Regions from separate parts of the Mus musculus genome. Here all the other regions are linked to region 3. The links are chromatin contacts, called in public Hi-C and promoter capture Hi-C maps. All regions are on one chromosome and are shown on one strand. Each heading gives the region's core, a stretch centred on a gene start, on an enhancer-like site or on the middle of the called end of the contact. The rest is flanking DNA. Distances are from core to core; before and after follow the strand shown. Region 1 has its middle 37 kb from the start of Ints13. Region 2 holds the start of Bcat1 (branched chain aminotransferase 1, cytosolic). Region 3 holds the start of Bhlhe41 (basic helix-loop-helix family, member e41).

Region 1 (2,891 bases), core at 342-2,841, 680 kb after region 3:
CGATGCCACTTTGATCTGGAGGACACAGTAGACAGTGTGACAGGTCTCTTGGCTTGTTTTTGCTGTTTTGTTGCTGCTGTTGTTGTTTTGGTTTTTGAGATAAGGTCTTACTCTGTAGACTGGCCTGACCTTGCTATGTAGACCGCTAGAGATCATGCTCCAAGGGCAATGCTCCCTGAAATTCTAAGGGAACTATTTAGAGCCACAGTCCCATTTGGTTTGTAAAAACTTCTTATCTGGGCTGGTGAGATGGCTCAGTGGGTAAGAGCACCCGACTGCTCTTCCAAAGGTCCGGAGTTCAAATCCCAGCAACCACATGGTGGCTCACAACCATCCGTAACGAGATCTGACGCCCTCTTCTGGTGTGTCTGAAGACAGCTACAGTGTACTTATATATAATAAATAAATAAATCTTTAAAAAAAAAAACGTCTTATCTCATCTGGCAGTGGTAGTGTAAACCTTTAATCCTAGCACTCAGCAGGCAGGGCAGGCCTGCCTCTTTTACAGAGGGAGTTCCAGGATAGCCAAGGCTACACAGAGAAAGCCTGTCTCAAAAAATAAACCAAGTTCTTATCTCCTTCAGCTAAACTGAATCTAAACTGTATAGTAGCTCAGGGTTAGACTGATTGCTTAGCATCCATGAGACAACCCTCAGCATGAAAGAAAGAGAAAGAAGAGAGAGGGAGAAAGAAAGAGATAGAGAAGAGGGAAGGAAGGAAGGAAGGAAGGAAGGGAGGGAGGGAGGGAGGGAGGGAGGGAGGGAGGGAGGGAGGGAGGGAGGAAGGAAGGAAGGAAGGAAGGAAGGAAGGAAGGAAGGAAGGAAGGAAGGAAGGAAAACTGCCACATTAATATCTAGCAGACATGTTCAATCCATGGCCCACTAACCACGTGTGCCCCGATAGCTATGAATGCCCAATACAAAACTGTAAATTTACTTAAAACATTATGAGCTGGGTAGTAGTGGTACTCACCTTTAATCCCAGCACTTAGGGAACAGATCTCTGTGGGTTTGAGGCCAGCCTGGTCTACAGAGAGAGATGGGGGAGAGGGAGAGAGAGGCAGAGAGAGAGAGAGGGACAGAGGGAGGGAAGGAGGGAGAGAGAGGGGGGAGAGGGAGAAGGAGAGGGAGAGGGAGAGGGAGAGGGAGAGGGAGAGGGAGAGGGAGAGGGAGAGGGAGAGGGAGAGAGAGATCTGGCTGGAGAGATGGCTCAGTGATTAAAAGCACTTACTGCTCTTTCAGAGGACCTAGGTTCAATTCCCAGCATCCATATGGTATTTCTCAACCATCTGTAACACGTTTCAGGGAATCCAACACCCTCATACAGATGTACTATGATCATTAATCCCTCCCAATGATTCTCTTCTCTTCTCTCTTCCACTGACCCTCTCCTACTTCCATATGTGCATATATGCACAGGTATGCTCAATTGCATTTGTGTATGAGGATGCTGGAAGCTGGCTTTGGGTGTCATACTCTCATGTCCACATAATTTTTACATTTATTTTTTGAGACAGGCTCTCTCTATGTAGTCTTGGTTGTCCTTGAACTGCATGACTGAGCATGGCCACCACACCCAGGTCTCGTGTTATTTTTTGAGATATTTCTTACTGAGCCAAGAGTTTATTGGCATTTCAGCTGAATGAGCTGGCCAGTGAGTCCTTGAGGTCCTCCTGTCTCGGTCACTAGCATGGGGACTGCTCACTGCCACACCTGGCTTTTACATGGCTGCTGGGGCTCGTACCCAGGTTCTCATGATACTGCATCTTCCCAGTCTTTCTTCAGGTAACTTTTAAATACAGAGATAACTGTCATTTGCTGTTTTCTCTCAGTCTAAAATTCTGATGAAGAGGTCCTCTAGAAAGCTACCTTTAACTTATGAAACAATCTCAATGTAGTCATGAAACTACAGAGCCAGCCAATTGCCCCAAACAGCAGCCCACAATTTATAAAGTACTTCCACATATATTACTGCAGGGGCCTTTTTTTCTTTCTGTATTTCTCTATTTAGTGTCTCTTTCATAAGAATGTGTGTTCTGCTTACTGTGTTTCTGGTCCAGGAGTTAGTATGAAGAAGCCTCTGACAGAGTGGACAGTTAATACATCAGTAAGATACACAAGAATACAAAATAGGAGGTGTAACACAGTACCATTAACATGCTCTGGAGGCCTAATTCACAGTTTTAACACTATCTGAGAAGAAGGTAGTGTTGGCAAAAGCTGAGTTAACTTTATATATATGTTTATTTATTTAAAGTCAGGGTTTCACCATGCAGCCCAGGCTGGATTCACACTACTCATCTCCTGCCTCAGATTCTCCAGTGCTGGGATTACAAATGTGTGTCACCAAGCCCAGCATACTGAATGTTTAAGTTGAAGATGTCAGGTTCCTAGAAGCATAAAACACTGAGGGCCCTAAGGTGTGTTGGGAAGCTACTGCAGCCTCCTCCTGCTGATCCACAAGGACGGTTGGGAAGTGACATGAAAACAAGGCTGGAGATGTGAGCAGATCCCATGGTCTAAAAATCCTCAAAGTCTTTTTCATAATGACTATATCTGAAAACCTTGCAAGTGAAATCCCCACACTCAGGAGGGAAAGTTAGGAAGACAAGAATTTGAGGTCAGCCTGTGCTACAAAGTGAGACCCTGTCTTGAAAGGGAAAAAAAAAATGGAATGGCAGTCCTGGGAGAATGCATAAAAACTGAGTATTTTTTTTTTTTACTTCCCTACTTCCCTTGACTAGGAAAACCTTGGGCAGTTGTTATTTTTCATGTGACTTGGGGCTTGGCATTAGAGCACAGCTCCATAGTAACTAAGGGTCTGTGGGAGCCATCATACTAGCAGCTCCTGGGGACTCAGCCATGACTGGGGACAATACTGAAGGCAGTGCA
Region 2 (3,039 bases), core at 236-2,735, 790 kb before region 3:
TTAGCCCCCTTCATTAGTTATACAGATTTGAGCCTTGCCAAGGGGACCACAGCTGGGGAATTTAAACCCCTTGCTCAGCTGGCTTGTGGCTTCCAGCTTTTCCCTATACACAGACTGCCCATCTATGGAGTCTAGGAACTTATATTTTAAGGTAGATATATACAGAATGAACAAATGATTAAGAGAGATAGTGAATACATTAAATGCATGTGGATAAAATTATAAAGGCATATGATTTAGTGAGATAAGGTAAAGAATGTAAAGAAAAGGAGAGAAGAGAGGGGAGGCAAGGAGAGGAGAGAGAGATGAGAAGAGAAAACGAGAAAATTAGAAAACGAGAAAATGAGAAAACGAGAAAAAGGAAAAGAGAAAAAGAGAGAGAAAAAGAGAAAGGGTATCTATCTATCTATCTATCTGTCAGGGCTAGGAGCGAGGGCGGCACAGTGGGGATGGAGACGTGACGTGTGGATTCCCTCCAGCTAGGCTTGAGCAGTCTGAGTGTCTAACTTCCTCCGCCTCCTCAGAAACTGAAACGTGGCTCCGCTCTGTAGCTCCCCGAAACCCACGTTTTATTACTCGAATATTCCTTGCGGGAGACTAGGTGACTGCACAGCCGACAGAGCATCATTTCCCTTCGGAAAGGAAACTTTTCAGATCTGGCAGTTTTTCAGACAGCCAGAGCTCTGGCTCTGGAAAATATCTTAAAACGCCTCAGGCTGGCCTCTGGGCTAGCTATCTCAGATGATAATTAGAGTTCACCGCCTGCACTCTCTGGTCCTGAAGCTCGAGTGGTCCGTAACTCGGAAGCTTCCACTTGGAACCTGGACCTTAAAAGACAAGCGATCTGCTTTCGGCAGATAAGAGGGTCCTCCTCCCCCTTCTATTACAACTACCCAGAAGAGCGTCCGAGCATCCTCGCCAAACCCTATCTCTGGGCAGCTCAAACGCAACGATACGGTCCTTCTTCCCGCCTAGGGAGCATGTAGGAGAGGCGCTGTGGCATCCTCTAAATCTGGGTACCGCATTTACAGAACCAGGACAAGAACCGGAGCGGGAGCATCTGCGGGTGGATACGAGGCCAGATCCCCACGCTTAGTAGCCCAGGACGGGGGACAAAGCAAGTTGGTCCTTCCATCCTCCTCTCTCCACCCAGTGTCCGAGATATTCCGGGTGGGTGAGTAGCTGCATTCCAGCATGAACTTCAGCAATACGCTTACCTTCATTTCTCGTGGCTTGGGTCGTGGCTCCGGCTCCTGGGTGCAAATGTGAGTCTCCTCTGGAGGAGGCGGCTGTGCAGTGACACGTGGCGCTCAGGGTCGGTCGGCAAGCGCGGAAGATGGAGAGCTGGGCGCGCTCCGCTGCGGATTGCATCAGCAGCGACTGGCTCAGCCGCGAGCTACAGTCCGACCTCTGGCTCACTCCAGGGTGGAGACACTGATCCCCTCCAGTGATTTGTATCGCAGGAGGGGAGGTAGCAGAGGAGGACAAATCTGAAAGCGTCTTTGATTCATTTGCTACCTCCCCAGTCCCTCCCCCAATCATACGCTGTACTAGGATCTAGTCTCAGAACTGGGAAGTTTTAAGGTATATTTTGGATAATAAAGAAGAGTTTGGGTTTTTCCGTCTCGCTCTCACGCTCCACACCCCACAGACAACTCTCAAATACAACCACTCTTACCAACTCCTTTTCTCTCTAATTTTTATAACATTTAAATAAATATAATAGATTTTGAATAGGAGCGGGTGGCTAGATGGACAGGGACAGTGGTGGATAAGGGCCAACTGGCAGGAGCCGGTTCTCTCCTTCCACCATCTGAGCCCTGGATGGAACTCTCACTCTCAGTCTGTGGTCTACGCTCTGTAGTCGTCTCTTAGTTTGCATCCTTTGATGTGCACATACAGAAGTAATTTAATGTGAAATGGTCCTCACCACCTGATAACTTCCTTCCTGCGTCCACACAAGCCTCAGGCAAGGCTCCCACCGATGGGATTTCAGTTGAGGAGAGGATCTCTCTGAAAATCTGAAAACTTTCTTTTTAGTAAATCTAAGCAGAAGGCTTTGCTGTGAAATTTTCATTCTTAACTCCCTAGGAGAGAATAGGCTTTTCCCCGACCATGTTTTGCCTGTATCCTTTGTTTGTTTGTTTGTTTGTTTTAGATTTATTTATTATATGTAAGTACACTGTAGCTGTCCTCAGATATTCCAGAAGAGTGCATCAGATTTTGTTACGAATGGTTGTGAGGCACCATGTGGTTGCTGGGATTTGAACTCGGGACCTTCGGAAGAGCAGTCAGCACTCTTAACCACTGAGCCATTTCGCCAGCCCTATTTATTTTTTTAAAAATGTTTTCTTTCTTCTCATTTTTCTTTTCTGACTTATTTATGTGTGAGTTCACCATCACTGTCTTCAGATGCACCAGAAGAGGACATCAGATCCCATCATAGATGGTTGTGAGCCACCGTGTGGTTGCTGGGAATTGAACTCAGGACCTCTGAGAGAGCAGTCAGTGCTCTTAACTGCTGAGCCATCTCTGCAGCCCTTGTTTTTCTTTTCTGCTGCTTGGAATGAAACTGCCCAGGTGAACAATGAATAGCTGAATTATCCTGACAAATGTACTGAGTTATCTTTGCACCCAGCACAACAGCAACAACTTCTTCCCTTCAGAAGACTGTAGTCCAGATCGGTTTTAACTCAAGCAGCGCTGTGGGCTTTAAGTGGTGAGTGTAGACATCCTGGGTTATTGTTCATACGATGGAGCACTGATCCACAGTAAGAGGAAATGAAGCAAGGCGTTGAGCTGCCTGCCTGTAGTCCCAGCAACTCGAGTCTGAAGCAACACACACACACACAACACATGTGCACCACACACATACCACACACACACACACAACACATGTTCACCACACACATACCACATACACACACCCCCCACACACATACAACACATGTGCACCACACACATACCATTCACACAAATACACTCCACAGGCTCACACCACATGTCCACATGTCCACACACACACACCACAACAACAAA
Region 3 (2,802 bases), core at 197-2,696:
CTCTGCGGGAAGCCTTTGGGATGCTCTGGGTACTTGCCACCAAAGGGAAAGAGGCGACGTTCACCAGGAGAGGACGCAGCGGGGGAGTCCTAGCGTTGCGCCCCCAGCGTTACCCCCTTTTGTATCAGGGCAGGCTGGCTTCCTCAGACCCACTTACCATTCTGTAAAGCAATTATCTTCTGATGCTGCTGCTCAGTTAAGGCTGTTAGCGCTTTCAAGTGCTTTAAAGTTAATTCCAAGACTACTGCTTTCTCCAAATGCCCCAGTGTCTGCAGTGGTGCGACAAAGGGGGACAGGGGTTACTTTAAAACACGCATTTTTATTTCCACGCAGCCCAGCAACTTAAGACAGGCACACACACACACACACACACACACACACACCACTGGGAAGGAAGCGCTGCTCAGCTCCCCACAGTCAGGTCGTCAATGATCTCTGCCATTAGCCCGGAGCCCCTGTTCTGAGTCTCTGGGAAACTCTTAGTTACAGCACAAGTTAGAAGGCAGGCCTCTTAATATTTACATTTATTATCCTATCTCTGGGAATTTTATCAGGTAAATACACCCCGGAGTCCATCAGGAGAATGAAAATGTGCATCTTACTGTCAATTTCAGATGTTCGGGCAGTAAATCTTTCAGCTGAGCAATGCATTCATTAATTCGGTCTCGTCTCTTCTTTTCTATTAATCTGTGCGGTAACTTGTAGGTATCCTTCATACACGAGCCAGAGAAAAGATACAGCAGTGAGCTAAACATTCATTCACTTACTGGATAGAACCCTCCCACCCCAACCCCCAAACACACTATGTAATGAACTAATGCCCAGAACTCTCTCCTCTAGACTTCTAAAATGCAATTTAAATTCAGGTGCGGTGTTGAATATCCCCCGGAGTATCCAGCAAGCCACTTAAAATTCACAGTTAGGAAAGCTCAGGGCTGGAATATATTTGCGGGCAGAGTTTCCTTGCGAAATCAATGGCCCTAATTAACTATCCAGGCAGGTTATGGGAAACTTAAGACTTACCTTGGTATCGTCTCGCTTCAAGCTCCTTTTGGGTTTACACATATACAAAGAGGAATAGTCCAGTCTGCAAAAACAGAAATCAGCATCAGGCCCCCATTCCGGGAGGGGCTCTGCCCTCACCCGCTCCATATCACTTTGTGCAGGGGATTAAAAAAAAAAAAGCCAAACCGACGCCTAGACAGATATTCGCAACGGTGCGTACACCTTACCCTATAAAATCCCTATGTTCCAGTAACTGTCTCTCTTGCAAATGAGGGATTCCTTCGTCCATGTTCAATGGCTGTCCGTTTCGATTTGGAGGTTTCTGTCCTGTAATCTGTGGGACGGTCGCCTGGAGAGATTTTGGGGGGATGTGTGCGTCTCCAGGCTGTCTCGCTCTCCCTCTTCAGTGCAGTATTGAAAGTGTGAAGCAGTTGGCCGCCCCTCCGCCCCGTGCTCGCTCGCTCGCCCTCTCGCACACCCGCGCGCGCACACCCGCGCGCACACACGCACTGCGCTGGTAGTTTGCTCTCACTCCGGGCAGTGTTTGGCCACAGGGCACGCGCGTCGCCGGCCAGACCAGCACCCAGCTCACGTGCGGAACGTACCATCCGCGGTCCAGCCCGGAGGGGGGCGGGGAGGAGGGGCCGGGAGGGGGCGGGGACACCTGATTGGGGCCACCTGGAAGGAGCGGCCACCCGGCGAGCCGTTCGTCTTCCCCGAGGCGCTGCAGGGCGCGGGGGCGGGGCGGGACGAGGGGCTCCCCCGGCTCGTCCAGCATCTCGGTGCAGAACCGAGGACGTGGCCTTTGGCTTTCCCACCAATTGCTGTTGGTTTGGGCCAGAGAAAGAACGCGAATTCGTGGTGGCTAAACTTGAGCGGGGAAGGAAAATTCGGAGATTTTGCTCATTGTTTACTGGCCAGGGGTGAAAGAAGGGTCGGGTAGAAAGACACCCTTTAGGTCAGGCTGGAGACCTACCCTGAAAAGGGGGTGACTTGCAATTTGCTTCCCGGATTTAAGATCAGTGAAAATGTAGACACTGATTCAGAATGTCGCATACCAAGTGGTTCTGGCAACAGTGTCCCCGGGCCACCTAAACTTCCCGCAGCAGCCGGAATTGCGGTGACACTAATCACACAGAGGCAGATGACGTTTGGGGCCTCGGGTGCTCCCGGGGGAGAGCAGGGAGGGGGAAGGGTGGCACAGGGCAGGAGGCACGCAAGGACTGTTGCGGGAAAGCCACGCAGTCCGGGTCCTGCCCGCCCCAGCCTGCGAGACACTGTGCTGCCTCCCGTCTCCCTCGTGCGATAAGCCACGCCGAGAGTGTGGCGAGCCCACGTTTACTACTGGCACCTCCGCGGCCTCCCTCCTTAATCCTGTCTCCAGCGGGTACCAGCACAGGGCCGGCAACGTGATGCGACCTGCGGCGGCTGCCACATCAGCGCGCAGGGATGCCGTGCGCGCGCCCCGTGTCCTCGGGAGCTCGGTCCACACAGCTGGGGACAGCCGTCCCCAGGTGCTCAGTGTCCCCACAACTCAAGCTAAATAAGAATCTGAATTCCATCCCCGTGGGCAGGGAGACCCCAGGTTGCTCCTACACTAATTTCTCAGAATTGACAATCACGTTCACTCTCGGACATTCGCTATCGCCAGCGGCACGAGAACCGAGAAGGAACCTGGGCCCCAAATGCACGCGCACTGGAGCGCAGCAGGGCCAGGGCAGCGGCGCTTGGGTTCCGGGGACGGATCTGGGTCGCGGGCCAGGGCGGCTGGAGCGGGTCACGTGCCGGGAGCCTCCT

The links. Promoter capture Hi-C pulls out the DNA fragments that hold promoters and counts their contacts. A called contact is a pair of places that touch in the nucleus more often than the background predicts.
Region 1: a contact with region 3 is called in a Hi-C map of B cells, with 8 read pairs. The contact joins the enhancer-like site here to the promoter of Bhlhe41 in region 3. A contact is called at or near these places in 1 of 484 Hi-C or Micro-C datasets (B cells) and 1 of 9 other capture datasets (embryonic stem cells).
Region 2: a contact with region 3 is called in a promoter capture Hi-C map of pre-B cells, with 3 times the contacts expected there. The contact joins the promoter of Bcat1 here to the promoter of Bhlhe41 in region 3. A contact is called at or near these places in 1 of 39 promoter capture datasets (pre-B cells) and 1 of 115 datasets of contacts at active chromatin or transcription factors (large pre-B cells).

The regions. Positions count from the first base shown.
Region 1 is chr6:146,538,945-146,541,835 of GRCm38.p6, forward strand. No RefSeq gene overlaps it. Among named protein-coding and RNA genes, the nearest start is that of Ints13, 37 kb to the right of the region's middle. Within about 2 kb of position 1,592, at least 3 of the 459 cell types and tissues checked have an H3K27ac peak or open chromatin away from gene starts, as enhancers often do. A contact at or near this core is called in B cells, where this site is marked.
Region 2 is chr6:145,074,672-145,077,710 of GRCm38.p6, forward strand. It overlaps Bcat1 (branched chain aminotransferase 1, cytosolic), which reads right to left and starts at 1,486. Exons shown (of 11, transcript NM_007532.5): 1 at 1,218-1,486. The coding sequence starts at 1,223.
Region 3 is chr6:145,863,974-145,866,775 of GRCm38.p6, forward strand. Bhlhe41 (basic helix-loop-helix family, member e41) reads right to left here and starts at 1,447. Exons shown (of 5, transcript NM_024469.2): 1 at 1,233-1,447; 2 at 1,024-1,087; 3 at 603-710; 4 at 158-269. The coding sequence starts at 1,294.